Regions from separate parts of the Rattus norvegicus genome. Here regions 1 and 3 are each linked to region 2. The links are chromatin contacts, called in public Hi-C maps. All regions are on one chromosome and are shown on one strand. Each heading gives the region's core, a stretch centred on a gene start, on an enhancer-like site or on the middle of the called end of the contact. The rest is flanking DNA. Distances are from core to core; before and after follow the strand shown.

Evidence for each region. Hi-C and Micro-C count contacts between places; a contact is called where the count stands out from the background.
Region 1: a contact with region 2 is called in a Hi-C map of liver, with 4 times the contacts expected there. The contact joins the promoter of Wdr18 here to the promoter of Stk11 in region 2.
Region 3: a contact with region 2 is called in a Hi-C map of liver, with 4 times the contacts expected there. The contact joins the promoter of Tmem259 here to the promoter of Stk11 in region 2. A contact is called at or near these places in 9 of 12 Hi-C or Micro-C datasets (the A7r5 cell line, frontal cortex, hepatocytes and 5 more) and 1 of 1 datasets of contacts at active chromatin or transcription factors (oligodendrocytes).

Annotation. Positions count from the first base shown.
Region 1 is chr7:10,395,812-10,400,289 of GRCr8, forward strand. It overlaps Wdr18 (WD repeat domain 18), which reads right to left and starts at 2,864. Exons shown (of 10, transcript NM_001039027.1): 1 at 2,650-2,864; 2 at 1,909-2,019. The coding sequence starts at 2,859.
Region 2 is chr7:10,240,003-10,244,435 of GRCr8, forward strand. It overlaps Stk11 (serine/threonine kinase 11), which reads right to left and starts at 1,963. Exons shown (of 10, transcript NM_001108069.2): 1 at 852-1,963. The coding sequence starts at 1,141. LOC134479811 (a long non-coding RNA gene) reads left to right here and starts at 2,151. Exons shown (of 2, transcript XR_010053561.1): 1 at 2,151-2,431; 2 at 3,042-3,240.
Region 3 is chr7:10,373,181-10,377,632 of GRCr8, forward strand. It overlaps Tmem259 (transmembrane protein 259), which reads left to right and starts at 1,724. Exons shown (of 11, transcript NM_001100886.1): 1 at 1,724-1,973. The coding sequence starts at 1,752. LOC120094051 (U6 spliceosomal RNA) reads right to left here and starts at 299; the gene lies at 193-299.

The DNA of each region.
Region 1 (4,478 bases), core at 1,614-4,113, 160 kb after region 2:
CACCTCAGCACTGGGGAAGTGGTACCAGGAAGGTCTAGAATCAAGGGTTACATAATGAGTTCAAGGCCAGCCAGCCAGCCTTGAGACTCCATCTCAGAAAACAAAATCAAAGACCAAGGCTCCTCCTGGGTAAAGCAGTTCACACTAAAGTGTGAAGGCCCAGCGTCTCATCTCCAGAACCACCTACAGGCAGATTTGAGTCTACAGCATTCTGAGAATTCACTTGGAACAATGAGATTCTGTCCCACACAAGATGGAAGGCATGGACCCACGAAGTTGTTCTCTGCCTACATATAAACACCCATATACAAAGCATGTACATGCGCACACATTAGGTATACGTACACACACTAGGTACACACACACAAGAAGGACAAGAGAGGTCTCAGATGCAACCTTGGCACACAGCAGCACAACCTATGTGGCTCCCTTCTGAGGGGCCGTGAAATCCTGGCCTTGGTTTTCCTCTTGTCCAAGCCAGCTTCAGAACCATGGGCTGGGAATGCCATGGAGGTCCTGGGATGGTTTGGAGGAAGAAAAAGCAGGAGGAGCAGAAACATGGCTGACCTCAGCTCTGTGCCACTGACACCTTCCATCCATATGGCCAGGTCAGGATGCAGTCTAGAACTTTTAAGCCTCCAGGCTCATTCGTTGCCAAAATTATTAACTAGTTATTAACTAGGCCCAACACAGAGCCATGTAACTGGGGCCAACTAAAGGCTGAAGAATGACCTCTTGCTCTGTGGGGAGCAGGTAAGGGTGCTGGTATCTTTTGTCCCTCACTGTGAGACAAAGGGGGTTGGCTATCACTGGGCTTGTGATAGACTTGTGTTTTGAAAATTTACTTATTTAATGTATATGAGTACTCTGTCTCTGTCTTCTGCCACCTTCAGAGGGCATCAGATCTCATTACAGATGGTTGTGAGCCACCATGTGGTTGCTGGGAATTGAACTCAGGACCTCTGAAAGGGCAGTCAATGCTCCTAACTGCTAAGCCATCTCTCAGGGTTCCTGATAGTTCTATTTTAAATTTCTTTGTGGGTCTAGGGTACTCTGAGGCCAGATGAAGGAGCTACAGACAGTTGTGAGCTGCCATGTGGGTGCTGGAAACTAAACCTGCGTCGTCTGAGAGAGCGGCCAATATTCTTAACTGCTGAGCTATCTCTCTCAATCAATAGGCAGTTTTTAAAAATTCTGTATTTTCCAGGTTTGTTTCCTTTTTTTTTTTTCCTTTTTTCTTTTTTTCGGAGCTGGGGACCAAACCCAGGGCCTTGCGCTCGCTAGGGAAGCGCTCTACCGCTGAGCTAAATCCCCAACCCCGGTTTATTTCCTTTATGAGTGTTTTTGCCTGCATGTATATATGTGTATAAGGGGCATGACTGGTGCTCACTGAGGTCTAAGGAGGTGTGAAGTCCCCTAGAACTGAAGTTATGGATGGCTGTGAGCCATCATGTGGTTGCTGGGAATTGAACCCAGGTCCTCTGCAAGAGCAACAAGTGTTGTTAGTCACAGGACCATTTCTCTTTGCTCCTTACTGAGGATGTTAACTACTATGTTGACTTCCTGCTTTCTGCCCTGATTCCCTCAATATAAACTGCAAGTGTACATAATAAAAGTTCTCTTCCTCTTGCACTGTTTTTGGTCAATGTTTTTGCCAAGAGGAGACAGGTTAGAACACTGCCCCTTCCTAAGTTTCTTTCTCAGTTGCTCACGACAGCACTAGGGCCACCAGTGGGCTGAGCACTGTGCTGCATCTCAGTCACCAATTAGGATCCTACAGACACGGTCGCATTTTTGGTTTCAGAAGTCATGGGTAAGATTCCATGCCTACCTCAGCTGACAGGACACCGACCAGTTTTACTCTTTAGCAATCCCAAGTCACACATACATGTGACAAGCTGTTCTCACCTCCCACAGGTAAATGCTCTCTGCAATTCCTGCCAGAACATACAAGCCGTTAGGTGCCGTGGTTAGACAGGTGACAGGCCCAGGACACATGATTTTCTGTTGAAGCTGGTCCTAGGGACACAGAATACAAGAAAAACTATGTGAGTATCAGGGCGGAGGCAACTGAAGGGAAAAGTTTTAAGTACAGAGAGCAAAAGAAAAGAGGTTGGGTAGATAGACTGTCCAAGTGAGGGTTGGAGGCGCGGCAAACCTGTACCTAGAAACTACCCCCAGCCCCGGGAGGGCAGGGTCCGGGCTCAGTAGTAGGGATCCTACTGGACAAGAAGGAAGCTCTGTGTTCCAGAAACTAAGAACCAAAAAGACCTCAGGCCTTAGTCTGTCCTGATGGTTAAGATCCGCGACTCTTTACGAAGGTAAAAGAACGGGCCGTCATTCTATCTCTTCCCGTGGCTCCTCAAGATCTCTGGTCTGCCATGCCATACAAAAGCATGACTTCTAACGGACCCCATTTCCCTTCTGCGTCCCTTAGCGCCCCTTACACTGCAAGTGTGCAAAAGCCATAGATCTTCATCTGAGCATGCGCGAAGAAATCTCCCGGGCCCCTTAGCGCCAAGCCCCTGGGGGGAAAAACCCTCGGCCTCCGAGTACTTCCGAATCACACACCACCCCAGGATCGCCGGAACTCTAATCTTGGCGCGCCGGAGTACTCTCGGCTGCTCCGCGGACGCTGAGGCCCCGCACCTTGCGCTGCAGCTCCCAAGCGCAGATGTAGTTCTTGCCCTGCTGTGCCGCCAGCAGGTACTCGCCATTGAGTAGCGCCAGGCCTCGCGGCCCCGCTTGGCCGCCTCGATAGGTGAGCAGGTTGGCGCCCGAATGAAGCTCCCACACCATACAGCTCCATAGCGGTGCCGCGGAGTCTGTACACACCACCACTTCCATGGGCGCCGCCATCTTGCCCTGCCAGCCCCGCCCCCGAATCCCATCATTCTTAGCGAGACTGTCAAGATGGCTCCTGGCCGACTAGCCTTAGTACTTCCTAGCGGGGGGAGCTGGAAGGCCGACGCATGCGCAGTAGTTTCACCAAGCCGAGGAGGCGGAGTTAATTGTCTGGTGCTTACGGGCTCCAGGAGGCCTAGAGAGACATTTATGCACTTTAGGTGGCTCACATACGCATGCGTACAAAGTTCGCTGCTCTTGGGTGGAGCTAGCCGCGGGGTTTCAGGGTCTCTGGTAGAGCAGCGTTGAGAGGGCGGAGCCGCACGACAAGTGTACATGCCAATGCGCGAACAGCGCAGTGGTAGACGCGCCACGCAGCTTAGAACACCCGCAAGCTTCTTGGAGGACTGAGCGGGGCGGGGCGGGGCGGAGGAAAGGGGGGGGGAAAACTGGATTCCTGCACATGCGTAGAAGCCTGGGGGTCCTGGCGGCTCAGCGCATATTAGCTCTGTTTAGAGGAAAATACGCTTGCTATCTGTTTGCAGGGTTTGTCTTTTTTTCTTTTCTTTTTTCTTTCTTTCTTTTTTTTTCCTCGACACAGTGTCTCTCTTGCGTTGGGATTAAAGCCTTGAGCCTCCACCGCCAGCGAGCTTTCACTGAATACGCGCTAGGTGTTTTGACTCAAATGATCTAAAGTTTTAAAGTGTTTTGTTTTGTACTTGAGCCACTCTGGCCCTCGAACTCGTGGCAATCAATCCTCCTGCCTCAGCTTCTTGCGTGCCGAGATGACACATCTATGTCACCATAGCCGGCTTTTTCTTTTCTTTTTTGTTATATTTTTGTTTTTTGAGACAGGGTTTCTTTGTGTAGCCACGGTTGTCCTGGTAGTCACTCTGTAGACCAAGCTGGTCTCGAACTCAGAGATCCACCTATATCTGCCTCCTGAGTACTGGGATTAAATGTCTGGGCCACCACCACCCAGCTGACCAATTTACTTCTTAAACTTTGTTTCATAGCAAAAATATAAACCACTGACCTTTATACTTTATTTAGATCAAATGAAGTTCGTTACTTACTGCGTGTAGCATGCCGCTATGTATGTTTGGCCGAGGCATATTGGTGATTAACTCTTACCAATCGACCCACGTCCTTTATTGATTCGCCTCCTCTTTGGCCTTTCCTCTTCTGAGTCATAAATTTCAAATTTGTATTTGGTTCACTCATTGTAGACCCAACAAGTCAATCTCTAGCCAAGCAACCTTTAGCCTCAGGTCACAGCTGCTGTCATAGGTCAGGCCTAAAACCAAGTGCCCCCTCCCTCCTTCTATGTGTTGTTAGTAACGGAGATTGCATGCAAGTGTGGAATCTTGCAGCCAGGAATGTGGCCTCCAGAGCGCTGCGCCAGCGGCAGTGCGACAGGGCTGGACAGCAGGGCGAGGTTGTGAGCTGGGTCTAACAGCAGCTGTTGGGCCTGTGGAGGGAGCAAGGATGCATGCCCGGTGCAAACATTTGGACTCCGCGACCCGGCGACCCCAGGCCAGAAAGAGAGGAAATGAGTTGGAGTGAGGCGTGCCACCGAATGTGGCCACAAGATGGCAGGCGCGAGCTGCGGGGATAGGGGGAGGACTTAGGAG
Region 2 (4,433 bases), core at 713-3,212:
CATGGTGACTCACAACCACCTGTAATGGGATCTGATGCCCTTCTCTGGTGTGTCTGAAGACAGCTACAGTGTACACACATACATGAAATAAATAAATAAATAAATATTTAAAAAAAAAAAAAAGGCAAAGCAGATCCTGAGGACACCCCCCACCCGCCTGGCTCCACCGCTGGGTCCACACATCGGTTCCTGAGTATCTGCCTGCCTTCCTGTGGGTACCACTCAGAACAGTGCACAGCTGGCAAAAGCAAGAAGCTGCCAGACAGCCTTTCCTGGGACAGGACCACAGGCAAGGTCAGTTTGACAGCGCGTCGCCAATGCAGGCCCCAAAGATAAGGCCCCTTCTCGGAAGCCGGTAGGTGAAGTTTCCCAAGTTCCGCCAAGCCGGGCAGGCGATAAAGAGTCCCCACGGCCCAGCAATGCCAACTAGGCAGGATATTGCAGGGGCCCGGGCCAGCACTGGCTGGCTACCCACCCCCTTTCACCCCAAATCACCATTATTTTTGGCCCTGCCGGTTCCCTCTGTGTAAACAAACGAGCCACCCGCCTGGCAACGCCCGCCAAAGAAGGCAGGCCTGACTTGAGCCAGGACCTGGCCCAAAGAGGAGGGCTGGAGGCACAGTCGGCCACACGACCTCCCGCTAGGACAGTCCTACCGGCTGCCCCAGCACACAGACCCCCGAGGTGACGCTCAGGGAGAGATTGGGTAGATAAGATAGTGAAAGGAAAGGGGAGGAAAAGAGAAGGGAACGAAGGTTAGAGGAAAGTGAAGAGCCAAAAAGTGGAGGAAGGGCTGCCCAAGGAGTTCAAGGCAGCAGCACCCACGTCGGCCCCAGGCCCTTGGCACCTACTTCTTGACGTTGGCCTCGCCATTGGGGATCCTGCGCAGCTTTTTCTTCTTGAGGATCTTGACCGCCCTGCGGCATAAGGTCTCGGAGTCCAGCACCTCCTTCACCTTGCCGTACGAGCCCTCCCCGAGCAGGTCCCCCATCAGGTACTTGCCGATGAGCTTGGCGCGCTTGCGGCGCGGCTGGTAGATCACCTCGGTGGAGTCGATGCGGTGGATGAAGGTGTCCATGCCCACCGACATTAGCTCGCCCTCGGGGAACAGGCCCAACGGCTGGGGGTCAGCCACGTCCATCCTGGCCCACTCTTTGTCCTCGTCCCCTTCGGGAGCGCCAATTCTTTTCAAGTTCAAATTTCCCCCACCCGCTTCTTCCAAATGTTCAAGAAGGGGAAAAAAAGGAATGGGGGGGGGGGAAGGAACGACCTCCACAACCCTCCCGGTCCCCACAACCGGGTCCACGTCCGTTTCCTGGGCGCCAATTCTTCACTTTTGATTTTCCCCTTTTCTTCTAGGTGCTCAGGGAGAAAAAAAATGAAAATAAGAATAAAAAAAAAAAAAGCAATGAGCCCCCCCAACCCTCGCGTCCCCCTAATTCGGGTCCCCGGGGACGCTGCTTCCGACGGAGGCGACGGTCCGCCGTCGCGGCGCGCGGGCCGCTAGGTCATGGTCGCCACTTGGGCCCCGCGCTCAGGGGCCCAGGCGGCCGCGTCGAGGACGGTCCGCTCCGTCCATGTCCGGCCCGCGCCGACGCCGCGCGCGGCCCCTTAGTTCCCTTAGTTCCACGACTTCTCGGTGCGCAAACTCCACCCGGACGCGGGACACCCACAAGTCGCGGGCACGAAGTCGGGACAGGAAATCTTCGGGGGACCAATGGGGGGAGAAAACCACCCGGGGCGGCGCGTCCCCCTCGCCGCCTAGCCGCCGCGTGACAGGCAGGAGGCCGGAGCGGCGAGGGGGGAGTCGAACTTCAGGCAGAAAGATGCTGTCCGCGAGAGAAAACTCCACGCCGACACCGCCCTCGGAGGCTCGCGCCTCACTCGCGGGCGCTGTGAGCCGCCTCCCCTTTCCTAGACCGACACGCCGCCGCCATCTTGTTTACCGCCCTGCGCCGCGCCGTCGTCGCACGTCTCAACGGTGGACACGCCCCCTCGCGGAGCCGACGTGCGCGGCAGTTGGCTGTAGCTTTAAACCCCACCCCTCGAACCCGCCGCAATCACCAACGCGGATTGGACTATTTGGATCTGGGTGGGCACCCGAGCTGACATTGGACAGCTCGGGTTCCACTTGTGAAGGCGTGATCTACATTCTCATTGGTAGTCTCAGACGCCGGTCAATGGGAGTTGGAGTAAGCAAGTGACTGTAAGGGAGCGGCCGTGGGCTGTGGCTTCAAGCCCCGCCCCTCGGCAGTTGGTTGGTGTGTGTGGGCGGGATCTTATCTGTAAGTGGCTGTCCTAGACGCCCGTCGGCAAGTGCGACTGGCCAGCGAAATCTCTGGGCTGCCGGTGGTGACCTCGGAGTTTCGTGCCTCGGGTTAGAGTTCACGCGCGTCAACGTCCTCTGGGAACAGCCGCGACTGGAGGCATGGTGCGGGGGGTGGGGGTGGGGGGAAGAAAGGGACTCCTGGATACCTAAAGTGATCTAGCCACTGCTTGTTCTTAACGGCCTTGGGGGCGGAGTCAAAGGTCAAATAGTAGCCCAAATTTGACACTTCGGAACCTGGAGCCACTGAGATCAGTGTGGGGATAGACCCAAGCTGGTGCCATAGAGAGGAGCGTTTCGTGTGCAAAATAAGAGCCGCTGGGCTGGTGAGATGGCTCAGCGGCTGCGTACGATTGACGTCAAGTCTGACCGCATGAGTTCGAACCCCGTAAATTCACAAGGTGGACAGCAAGAAATGCCTCTCACAGTTTGTCTCTGATCCTAAACGCTCCGTGGCAGGCGCGCGCGTACACACACAACACACAGAGTTTTAAATAACAGTTGTCAAAAAAAGTGGCTGGGTAGGCTGAAGAGGTGGCTCAGTGGTTAAGAACACTGACTGCTTTCCTAAGGGTCCTGAGTTCAATTCCCGGAAACCACATAGTGGCTCGCATCTCATCTGTAATGAGATCTGATGCCCTCTTCTGGTGTGTCTGAAGACAGTGACAGTGTACTCACATACATAAAATAAATAAGAAAATCTTTTTTTTTAAAGGTGTCTGGGGGCTGGAGAGATGGCTCAGAGGTTAAGAGCATGGACTGCTCTTCCAGAGGTCCTGAGTTCAATTCCCAGCAACCACGTGGTGGCTCACAACCATCTGTAAAGAGATCTGATACCCTCTTCTGGTATGTCTGAAGACAGCTACAGTGTACTTGTATATGATAAATAAATAAATCTTTTAAAAAAAATAAAAGGTGTCTGGGTTGGGGATTTAGCTCAGCGGTAGAGCGCTTGCCTAGGAAGCGCAAGGCCCTGGGTTCGGTCCCCAGCTCCGAAAAAAAGAAAAAAGAAAAAAAAAATGTCTGGGTAAGATTGATGTGGCCGCTGGCCTCATCTCAACTGTGTTGCAGTATTTTGGGGTGGTTTGGGTTTTGGTCACTTTCCTATAAAAATTTAACTTGTTTACTTTTATAGGCGTGTCCTTTTTTAACTGCATGTATGAAAATGAGGGTTGTGATATGATTGAACGGCTAGTGCTCACCCTGCGCGACTCCCCTCCACACACTATTCAAACGCGGGTTACAAGGTCCATAGATCCGTGAATCTACGGTTCCCTCTGAGGCCACCAGGGGGCGGGGTGGACTGCCAGAAGGCCAGTCCTGGAGTAAGGAGACATAAGGGACAGAGACGCCACTAGGGGTGGGCAAAAGGCCTTGGTGGTCAAGCTCAACCGACCTCCATTCAAACCCCAGGACTTACATGGAGGAAGGAGAACTGACTCATGCTAGCACATAAATTAAGGAAAAAAAGATCAGAGAAACAGATCTGAAGACAAGTTGAGGGAAAACACAGGCTAGACAAACAGAAAAAAAAGCAGAGCAGGGTCAGAGGTGAGGAGCACTGGTGCTCTTTCAGAGAAGCCACATGGTGGCTCATATGCACTTCTGTTGGATTCAGTACCCTCCTCTGGCCTCAGAAGACACATGGTGCCATACACACATGCAGTCAAAACACTCATACACATGAAAATTGAACTTAAGAAACTAACAAAGCGCTGGAGAGATGGCTCAGCGGTTAAGAGCATCGACTGCTCTTCCAGAGGCCCTGAGTTCGAATCCCGACAACCACATGGTGGCTCACAACCATCTGTAATGAGACCTGATGCCCTCTTCTAGTGAGTCTGAAATATGTGTGTACTCACATAAATGAAATAAATAAATCTTTTAAAAAATTTCACGAAAAAGGAAGGAGAGACAAAGATGAAGGAAACAGCTGGAGGGAATATCGTTCCCCCACCTCCAGAGCTGCAGCCCAAGCAGCTCCTCACAGGGAGACTCTCTGGATTTTCACCTTCCATTGCATGGCAACAATAAGTAAGTCTCTTTTTTTTTTTTCGGAGCTGGGGACCGAACCCAGGGCCTTGCGCTTCCTAGAATAAGTAAGTCT
Region 3 (4,452 bases), core at 474-2,973, 130 kb after region 2:
ATGTATATAGTAAGCATAACGGTAGGACTCAGTGCTACTGAGGCCTCTCTGCTGCATCCTAAAAACTGACAGCTTCTTTGGCGGGAGCAGTAGCCGCTCAATAAATTCATTTGTCCAGCAAGACTGCTGGCACGTGGCAGTTAAAGGAGGAACGAAGACTTCAAAGGTCGATTGCGTGACATTGAGATGAGACAAAATATGGAACGCTTCACGAATTTGCGTGTCATCCTTGCGCAGGGGCCATGCTAATCTTCTCTGTATCGTTCCAATTTTAGTATATGTGCTGCCGAAGCGAGCACGAACGTCTGTGGGTCGCCTCAGATATTTAAGCGCAGGGAATATAATTACTTTTCACATAGAGTAGTTGTGCTTTTTTGTGTATATAAAGTGATGTCTTTATACGTCAAAAGGAAGGGCCACCCTTCGTAACGACGCTGAACATAATTATCTATGCGCGTAAAAGCTTACAAATTAATTAATGTAGCCATCTGGGAGAAGCTGCACCAGCAAGGCCTTCTGGGAAGCCATATGCAAATTAGACAGATACTACGCGGCTCCGCCCCTCAGTGGTAGCCCAGCCCGATCGGCGGGGAATCCGTGCTCTTGGTGCGATGGGCAAACTGAATGCTGGTAAACTATCCCCATGGAGCTTCGCCCCTAATGAACAGTGCTAGAAAGCTCTGCCTCCCAGGGCAAGGCTGGTAATGATTCCTCAACGGGCTATGCTAATGACTCCCCACCGGACTCCGCCCCTAAGTGAGGCTGTGGCCGTAGTGAAGCCCTATGTAAATAGTAAATAGGCCTTGCTACATGCGTCTCCGCCCCCTCTGATCCTCCGCTAATAGAAAACCCGGTGTAGATAAGACTAGCAACGTCGCCCCGCCCACTAGTTGCAAATGCTTAAGCTTGTTTCTGAGACCACGCCCCATAGCTCGACCGCCGCGAACCTGGTTCCCTACACAAACGAAACGGATTGTACGCGACACTGCCTCAGTGCCTAAGCTCAATGCTTATATATTTGGTTGTGAGCCTAACCTTTAACGGCTGAGCCATCTCTCCAGCCCCTAAGCTCAATGCTTAAGATACAGCTTTGGTCTGAAGAGATGGCTAAGAGCACTGACTGCCCTTCCAGAGGTCTTGAGTTCATTTTCCAGCATCCATTATGGTGGCTCACAACCATCTGTAATGGGATCTGATGCCCTCTTCTGGTCTGAACGCAGCTACAGTGTACTCACATATATAAAAGATTTTTTTTTATTTTAGCTCAGTGCAAATGAGTCGTGACACACGACTCTGCCATAGACCATGCCACAGTGTGTGGGAGTGAATTTTTGCAAATGAACCGGGCTCCTCTCTATTCCGCTCCGTGTAGCCTCCGCAAATTGCAAGCCCAAAGCAAATGAGACCGACCAAAGCTTTAAGGAGGACTAGGAAAATAAACTGAACTCCGTGTTACTCCGGCCTTTTAGCACTGGGGCGACGGGTTTGAAGTTTGAGAGCAGTAACCAGGCTCCGCCCACTTGTGGTGCCAGCCTTCCGGCTCTGAAGCCCGGCCTCCTCGGGCGGCCGTGGCGATCCCAGCGTGCCCCGCGCACGGGTGGCGCTCTGGCCCGGCGCTCTCGCCGGCGTCGCGGGCCGGACGGACGCGAGCACAGGCGCAGGCGGCGGCGGCCGGGGGCGGCGGGGGGGATCCGGCGGCCGGGACACGGCGGGGGGGCAGCCGGCGGCCGCCGGGGTGACGCGGGGCGGTGATGTCGGAGCACGCGGCAGCCCCAGGGCCCGGGCCCAACGGCGGCGGGGGTGGCGGCGCGGCGCCCGTGCGCGGCCCGCGCGGCCCCAATCTCAACCCCAACCCGCTCATCAACGTGCGCGACCGGCTCTTCCACGCGCTCTTCTTCAAGATGGCCGTCACCTACTCACGCCTCTTCCCACCTGCTTTCCGCCGCCTCTTTGAGTTCTTCGTTCTGCTCAAGGTGACCTCTGACCCCTGACCTCTGACCCCAGCTGTCATCCACCTGCCCACCCCCTCAGCTTTACCACTTGGCCCCTGACTTGGCCTGAATACCCTGATGCCAATCTTCTCACAGATGCATCCTCTGATCCCCACTTCCTCAGCTCTCAGGCCCCGCCTCTTGCCCTTTGGCCTCTGACTCTGCCACTTGGGAACCTAGGCCCCAAATTTTTCCACCCAAGACCAGAGCCCAGTGTCTTCTTGAGGTAGTATCTTGGACTCGAGGTCCCCCCCTCCCACCTGTCACTCCCATTCTGTCCTGCACCTCCACTGAGAACAGTGTGGTCAGTTCCATCCCATCCTGAAGTTCCACTGTGGACAACCCCCTGTGCTGGAGGCCCTGTCCCGCCTGTCATTTCCATCCTAACACACCCTGAAGCTCACCTGGGGATAGTCCCCAGCCCTCCCAGTGTCCCTGCTCTTCTCTGTCACTTCTTGCCAGATCTTTTGTGGCTTTGGTGGGGTCACCTCGCTAGGGTTAGCCACAAAGTCACAGCCACATTGGCCAGGGACCTCTGTAGCCAGTACTTGCTCTGCTGTGTCTTCCTGGTGTGCTCCTGAGAGATACTGAGTTCTCAATATAACAAAGGCTACTCCAGAGGGATAGCCACCAGGCTCTGTCCCTAGGCTTCTCTCTGAGAGGAGCTGCCTGGGCCATCTGGTGTTGGGGGCATGGCATGGTGGTGGGTGTGCTGATGTTGGAGGGCATTGCCTTCTCCGGTGGCTTTGGTGAATGTGGGACTGGCTCCTAGCACTGTTTCAAAGCTGTCAGTTTGGGGGATTCATGGAAGTACTTCCAGCATGAGATTGAAACAGATGTGGGGTTGAGCCCCTCAGGCTCCAGTCCACAGTCTGCAGTCTGCCACTGCCCCTTCTTTCTCCCTGCCTTCCACACCCTGAGTCCCCAGTGGTGGCCCTCAGCTTGGGGTACCCGATACCTTGTCAGAGACAGGGTCTGTTGGATGACAGTTGACCCCCCACTTTTTCTTTTTTTTTTTTTTTGGTTCTTTTTTTCGGAGCTGGGGACCGAACCCAGGGCCTTGCGCTTCCTAGGTAAGCGCTCTACCACTGAGCTAAATCCTCAGCCCCGACCCCACACTTTTTTCTTAATCGGGACAGACAAGCCATACAGCAGCTGGTTTCTGGGGCTGCCGAGGTTTCAGGGAGCCCTTTTGCTGTGTTTCCTGCCTACCCAGCTTCCGCCCAACCTTCATAGAGGGGACGTGCCTGGCAGCCAAGGCTGCTAGGCCTGTACCGCCCTGTACCCTGTCCCCACCCCAGCCTGGGTGTCAGCTCTGACAGGCCCAGGGAAGAGCTTTTGGACTTGGTGTCCTCTCTGCTGGCTTCACAGTCTCAAAGACTGAAACTGGGCAGACACAGAATGTGGCCCCAAGCACCTGGGCTAAGCAGCTGACAAGTGGGCGACCGTGGGACACACATGGGATAGACTGTGGCACAGCATGGTGCCTTAGACCTTAGGATGTGGGCCAGCGTCAAAGGGCAAGGAGGTGAATGACACCAGCTCTAAGTGGATCTGAGCCCCAGAAGGTGCTAAGTGGAACCCTTGGGTGGGTTAAGATCTGGAGATCGTGGCTGAGCCTGGTAGTCTATACCCAGTGCAGGTTTCCTATTGGTCAGATGGACTGACAGCTCCAGATGCCAGACTGGGGTGACAATGAGACACTCCCTGCTTACAGGGTAGGAGGTACCCTGAGAACCCTAGATGGTGGCATTGAGGGTCTGCAGGAGGTGATGGCATGCAGTCCCCACCAGGCTGATGTGACCAGGTTCAGTGCCTGTGTATTTGGCACCAAGGGGCAGATGGGGGCGGAGTGCCCAAGGGCCTGAGTGGGATGCCAGGCTCTAGCTCAGTGACAGGCGAGGACTTGTGCACTGGCCAAAGTGGCCACGGTGGGAAGAGAAAGCCCAGGCTATGTCCACCCTTACAGTGGCTACCTCCCTTTGAGTCTAGATGCCCAGTAGGTGGGACAGAGCTGGTGACACAGTTCCTGGCTCTTGGTTGGACTGGCAAGCGTGGCTGCTGGGGTCTCAGCCTGGGCTGGTCAGCCGTCATTTCACCCAATACAAAAATCCATTTCCTGCCCAGGGGAGCCTCACAGTTGACAGGTGTGGGTGCCAGTGTCAAGTGTGGCTGGCTCCACACTGCAGTCTTAGTTTCAGTCCCAGGGCCTTCCCTGTCTGCTCTGCATCCCCTCGGGTCACTGCTCGGAGGGCTAGGTGCTCTGTGGGTGCAGCTCTGTCACCAGATTACAGAGGAGAGGCCTGAGGAGCAGGCACATGGGTATGGAGCCTGGTCTTTGTGCTTGCTCCTGGTCTTAGGTCACGTGTGTCCCCTACAGCGCTGCCTAACAGCAGGCAGGGAGGGCCCTACTGTGCTCGCTGTGGCTGAGCACCTTGGGATTGTGGACTGGGAGTCCAGC